Regions from separate parts of the Pan troglodytes genome. Here region 1 is linked to region 2. A link is a contact called in public Hi-C data. All regions are on one chromosome and are shown on one strand. Each heading gives the region's core, a stretch centred on a gene start, on an enhancer-like site or on the middle of the called end of the contact. The rest is flanking DNA. Distances are from core to core; before and after follow the strand shown. Region 1 holds the start of PEX2 (peroxisomal biogenesis factor 2). Region 2 holds the start of ZFHX4 (zinc finger homeobox 4).

Region 1 (2,784 bases), core at 236-2,735, 320 kb after region 2:
GTTAGAAAACTAAGCACTCAAATTTTTTGTACTACATATAACACTTTACATGAACTTTCAGATATTAAGTAAAGCTTGGATCCTCAATTCTTTATAAAGCCGTTTATAAGAGGTAAATATCTTCACGACCGCCAAATGAGAGAAAAAGATTTAGAAGTTCGTCTCTTAAGTTACTACGTGGAATGCAGAGGGGCTCAACTGCAGCTGTGTGTGTGTTTATTTTTAATGCCGCGATCCTAAAAACATCTTTAGGAGTTTAGGTTTGCTTCACTGCCTTTCCCAAAATTCAGCAGCTTTGATTTGCCTTTTCCAGGGAGACAGGAAACCAATAAACAGGGAAAAAAAAGCAAACGGCGACAATTACAAGGTCGTGAAACTCCACGACCTCCCAGCTGAAAACAAGACCTCGGGTTTGCACTCCGGCTCTCTAGGGCAGACACTGACCTTAGGAGTCTGCGAAACGCCCACGCTCCACGTAACTTTCTCTGAAACATTCTCTGGAAAGCTTGTCTTTTCCTAGCCGAATCTGGATTACCAAGGCTTCCGGAACTCGCAGGCTTCCGGAGAGACGCAGGAGCCGGAAGTGGCTGAAAAAAAAAAAAGAAAACGTTACACCAACGAGAACTGCGCTTTAGCGGCGCTGCGGAAGGCCCTGGATGGCCAAACAACCGCGAACGCCGACAAGCCGAAGAGCCGAAGGGCCGACAAGCCGAAGCGGACACCCGCGCGCGGTGATTGGCCGGTTGGCCGGATGAAATCTGTCTCTGATTGGCAGGAGAGTCACGAACCGGTCAGCCCCGGGTCAGGGGCCGCAAGTGAGGACACAAGTGTCAAGGGGCGTAAGGGAAGCCGGGGCTTGGGAGGGCAGGGCTTTCTCTGCTTGCGGACATCGCGAAGGGCCTCTGGCAGGCGCCGCCGGGTGGCGGCGAGACGCCTCCGCGCCTCCAGGGTTCCTTGTTGGCTGTCGGAGGAGGACCGGCTGAGGGATGGCCTGGTGGGGAGGGAGCCCTCGGGCAGGTAGCTGCGTCGGGCCTGGGACAGTTGTGCTGCACTTGGAGACCTGCCCGCCTTCGGGGCCTGTGTGCACGGGGAGGATAGGCTGTTTATCTCTGCAGGCTCAGGAAGGCAGGTAGCTGGCCCGTCAGTCATCCGCCCTGCAAAGCGCTCCCGAGAGACCCCGTAGAGCGGACCGGACGCGCGCTCGCCTTCGGGCCAGCGCGCGCCTGGCCTGAGGTTTCCCGCCCCCGGAGGCCCTCACATCTCCCCGGTAACGCTTAGGAATTCGGGCAGCCAGCTCGCCTACCCTTGGGGAATCGAGGCAGAGCTTCTGGGAATGGGGTCTGAGGGAAGAGTGCTCACCAGGCAGTGACATGTAGCCGTTGAGGATCGCCACTGCCTTCTCGTTCTGTGGTATGAATGGCAGTGTCTGTCTAGAGAGTGCTGAAGTTTGAATGATGGCAGGCACTTCAGGATTCCAGCACGTAGTAGGGTTTAAGAACGTCTTAGTTCTTACCTCCAGTCTCGACTCACCGTTCCTACAAGGAACACTCACTTCTACGAAAGCTCTATTAGACGTTCGAGGGAGAGCTTATACTGTAGAACCAGTGTTATTAGGAAAGTTGTTTTTTTTTGTGCTTGTATTTTTATTTCCGGAACTACCCATGGAGCAGAGTTGCTAAAATAAAATTTATTAACTCTAATGCTATCCAAATTGTGAAACAATGGTACAAATGAGATAGAGTAGAAGCTACAAATTGATAGGGTATGTAGTTCACTTAGGGGTTTGGGAGTGGATTTTCTAGAGCTGCAACTGTCCAGTGTAGTAGTCACTGGCCACTTGAAAAGTGGCTAGTCTGAACTGAGGTCTGCTCTAAGTGTAGAACATGCACCAGATTTCTAAAGCGTGGTCTGAAAAGAAAAAAAAAGCTTGGTCTGAAAAGAAAAAGAATGTAAAGTATTTCATTAATTTTATATTGCTTACATGTCAAAATGAGAGTGTTTTGGAAAATTTTAAATTACGTGGCTTCCATTATATTTCTATGGATACTGCTGTTCTAGAGAGTAAAAAAAATCTCACTGAAGAAGAGTAGGCCTTCCGTTTAGCAACTGTGAAGAAAACCAACCACGCTGCACCTCTCAGGTAGCCTACAGATGTGCTGTGCTTCACTTAATTTTTGAGAAGGACGGGGGAAAATACACACAAAGACTTGATTGACATAGAGGACATTTTCAGAAAGCAAATTCTGGTTCATAGAGCCTTATGTATGTCATGTGAACATCACACAGTAGCAAATGAAAATAATAAAGATATCAAACTTGAATCATATTTAATGAATCTCATTAAGAATGCGGGGAAACATGCAACAGTTAAAATTCTGTTGAAATTTGTAAAAATAAGTTCTAGATTTTAATGTTTAACCTGTAGATACGGTATACCTTCTTAATTTTCCCATGAGCTGGTGAGCTAAGGTTCCAGGGAAGCTTTGTTTCCAGTTTTTTAAGGATATATTTATTTTTCATTCATTTATTTAACAAAAGCTTTCTGAGGCCCGGGAGTTTTGCTAGGTAGTGTTGTTAAAAATGTGAAGACAGAAAACAGACACGGCTCTTACTCTCTCAGAGCTAATTCATATCAATTCAGAGGCAGTGAATAAGTAAATAATAACCAAGACAGAATATTTTCTTCTTAGTAAATGTTTACCTCTGTAAATGCAAAACATGAGTTATTTTAAACCTAGAATTTATATATTTCTAGTGACATGTTAAGAGTCTTTATTAGAACTT
Region 2 (2,914 bases), core at 245-2,744:
TTTGGCCTGCAAAGATGCATTTTTGCAGTCTCTGTTGTTCCAAATACTTGTGCGATAAAGCTTTCTGTTGGTATTTGGTAGATTTGGTGCTTAAGGCCTAAGACAAGGTTTTGAAGCAGATCCTGGCGATCCAGAACTTCAAAGGCCTGTCAACTCAAAGGCAGCTGACACATCACCTATCCAGGAAGCTGGACATTGCAAGTATTTCCTGTTTTTAGTTCATTTGATTTGTTATTCTTACTTTCTCTTTAGAATTCCTATTTTTGAAATATTACATAGATGGTGTCTACCTGTGACCTGTAGTATAGTAGTGCGAAGTGCATCAAGATGCTGAGTAGCAATGCATATATATATATATATATATTCCATATATATATTCCAAATTCAGTAGGGGGTATTTAAAAGTATGTCTATTCCTAGTTTTAGTTAATTATCTTTTAATGAAAGTGTCACTCATATTCACATCTGTAATATTGGAAAGAGATAATTAGATTTTCAAATGAGAATCAGCCACCTTAAATTTTGCACCAGAAAATACCAAGTATATTTCATTCTAATGAGATCTGTAGTGGGGTTTTAAAATTCATCATAATGTGCTTCAAGAAAGATAACTCAACAGACTCAAAAGATGAAAGGTTTTTCTTTTCTAAGTCTTCTTAAAGTTATTACATTGAACTTATGCAATTCTGATAAAATATTCAAGAATATTACATAAAGGCTAGAACTGTACCCCACCCCCCCATCATTCTTGCAACCGTCACTTATTCTCATTTGGAAGTTTTCTTTGACTAACCGCTTCCATCTCCCATACCCTGGGTTTTCTCTCCTGCGTATACAAGTGAAGGATACGTGTTTAAATAGAGTGCCTAAGGATCCAGAGTGCAATTCCTCCTTTGAAATAGGCTGGGCTGAGCGGTGTTTGCACACAGCCAGGCACCCTTTATTTACATATATCTGCATATTTGCTCAGGCCCTCGCATTTCGCCATTAAAGTGCGTTCATGTGCACAGCAGAATAAACTAGGCAGAGAAAAGCTCTTCATTACCCTAACATATTTCTGCTTAAAGCTCCCTAGTAAACAAATCTCTGGTCCGATAATAATTACTTTGCCTCATTAAAATAAAAAAAAAATCTCGAATGGTTAAAGGGCCATGCTTTGGCGGTATCTATGTTTTATTTCTTTCCCCTTCTTGCTCTGTGTGTGTCTGTGTTTGTGTGTAAGAGCGTGTGTGTGTCTAATGAAGTTTGGGAGTCGCGCGCAGGGGCGCGTAGGGTGCGAGCCCCGGAGGTCCCCATCCCCTGTCCTCTCCGCGGTCGCCGCATCCGGGGCTCCAGCCGCAGCGCTGGGAGCTTTGGAAGCCGTGAGGCTCCGGAGCTGCTCTGAGTCCGGGCTGCGCGTCATTTGCAGTCTGGGGAATGTTGATCACCTCACTAATTACACCTCTCTCTCCCCCCTCTCCCTCTCCCTCTCCCTCGCTCTCCTCTCTCATTCCCAGAGTGCATATCGGGAATAGACACACAAAGACATGCGCACTCAACTTAATCAGCCATTTTTTTAAACAGGGCTAAAACGATAATAATTAGCAGAATAAAGACATATCGGATTTTCATTTCCTTTCCTCCTTTTCCCAACCCCTTCACAACCAAACAGCGAGACCGCGGTCGGCACATGCTTTAACTCCTCCCGGACCCCCGAGGACCGCTCCATGCCCCCCACTTTCTGCTCCAGCGTTTTTATTTTCACCCAATAAAGTTCGAGGATTATTTTTTATTTCATTTTTATTTTTTTTAATGAACCCTCTCGTTTTACTTGGATGTGATCAGCTGTAAGTAAAATAAAAGCAAAACAAAAAAGAGGCGAAGATCGAGTAGGAACTGCAGGGGAAATGGAAAGTAAGTTTTTTCTTTAACTTTTATTGAGTAGTTTGTGTTAAATTTAGGTCGAGTATCGATTATCTTTCCAGCCTGATCTTGCACAATCTTTGATATTTCGCTCCCTCTCTCTCCCTCTCCCTCTCCGCCTCTCTTCCTCTCTACCCCTACCTCGTTCGCTCCTGCTCGCTCTCGCACACATCCCCTCATCCCGACCATCTCTTCCGCTCTGCCCCCCTTTTCTATCTCTTTCCCCTTTTTTTTGGCTCAAGGTTTTGCTCCGCTGAGGGAAGGAGGGGGCACTGAGGGACCTGATTTTCCACTTTCTTTAGGGGGGCTGCGTTTTTCCGGATTTAACTTTTGGATTAAGTGGCGGAGGATCATCTACGTTTGCTCGGGCAGTTTTCTCTCCTTTTCCCTGTCTTTTCGGGTTTTGCCTTCCCCGCGAGCCCGGGGCATTCTAGTGGCTGGGGGAAGCTGTCAGCTCCGCAGCGGCGCGGGCACTGCCAGGGGTCTCCGCTCGCCCCGCGCCCCTGCACCCCGATCGGGATGACTGGTCCTCCGCACTCATCCTCTGAAAGTTTGGACGTTGGTCGGTGGGGCTGGGAGCCCCTCTCTCCCTGCTCTTTCCCTGCTTTACCCTCCACCCCCCACCCCACCTTATTCAGCCTCGTTTTTCTTCCTCCTTTTACCACCCGCCCCTCTTCCCCTTCTCAAGTTCCCCGAAGGTCGCTTAGTGTGCGGGGCTGGCGGAGGCCCGGGGGTTCGTGAGCTCTGGGGAGGGGATTCCAAGAGGCTGGGGTGAACGCTGGGGCTGGGGCTGCAGGTAGACACCCGCCCACCGGAGCGGGCGCGGCGGGCACTACCGAGGGCTGCTCTCGGCGGCGCGGGCGCGGGCGCCGCGGAGGAAAGGCAGGTCCGTTAGGAGGCGGGATCGCCCGGCCTCTGGGCCAGGGACCCGCGAGGCGGCGGCTGCTTGCTCCGAACGGAACGCCGCCGGGTGTGCGCTAGACCAGCGGATAGACGCCCGCGGCTTGGGGTC

Evidence for each region. A called contact is a pair of places that touch in the nucleus more often than the background predicts.
Region 1: a contact with region 2 is called in a Hi-C map of stem cell-derived neural progenitor cells, with 10 times the contacts expected there. The contact joins the promoter of PEX2 here to the promoter of ZFHX4 in region 2. A contact is called at or near these places in 2 of 7 Hi-C or Micro-C datasets (blood and stem cell-derived neural progenitor cells), 1 of 1 datasets of contacts at active chromatin or transcription factors (stem cell-derived excitatory neurons) and 1 of 1 other capture datasets (stem cell-derived neural stem cells).

Annotation. Positions count from the first base shown.
Region 1 is chr7:85,643,959-85,646,742 of NHGRI_mPanTro3-v2.0_pri, forward strand. It overlaps PEX2 (peroxisomal biogenesis factor 2), which reads right to left and starts at 1,486. Exons shown (of 5, transcript NM_001280222.1): 1 at 1,360-1,486; 2 at 445-587. It also overlaps LOC112204162.
Region 2 is chr7:85,324,408-85,327,321 of NHGRI_mPanTro3-v2.0_pri, forward strand. It overlaps ZFHX4 (zinc finger homeobox 4), which reads left to right and starts at 1,495. Exons shown (of 11, transcript XM_016959589.4): 1 at 1,495-1,893. The region is part of intron 3 of LOC748549; the gene reads right to left.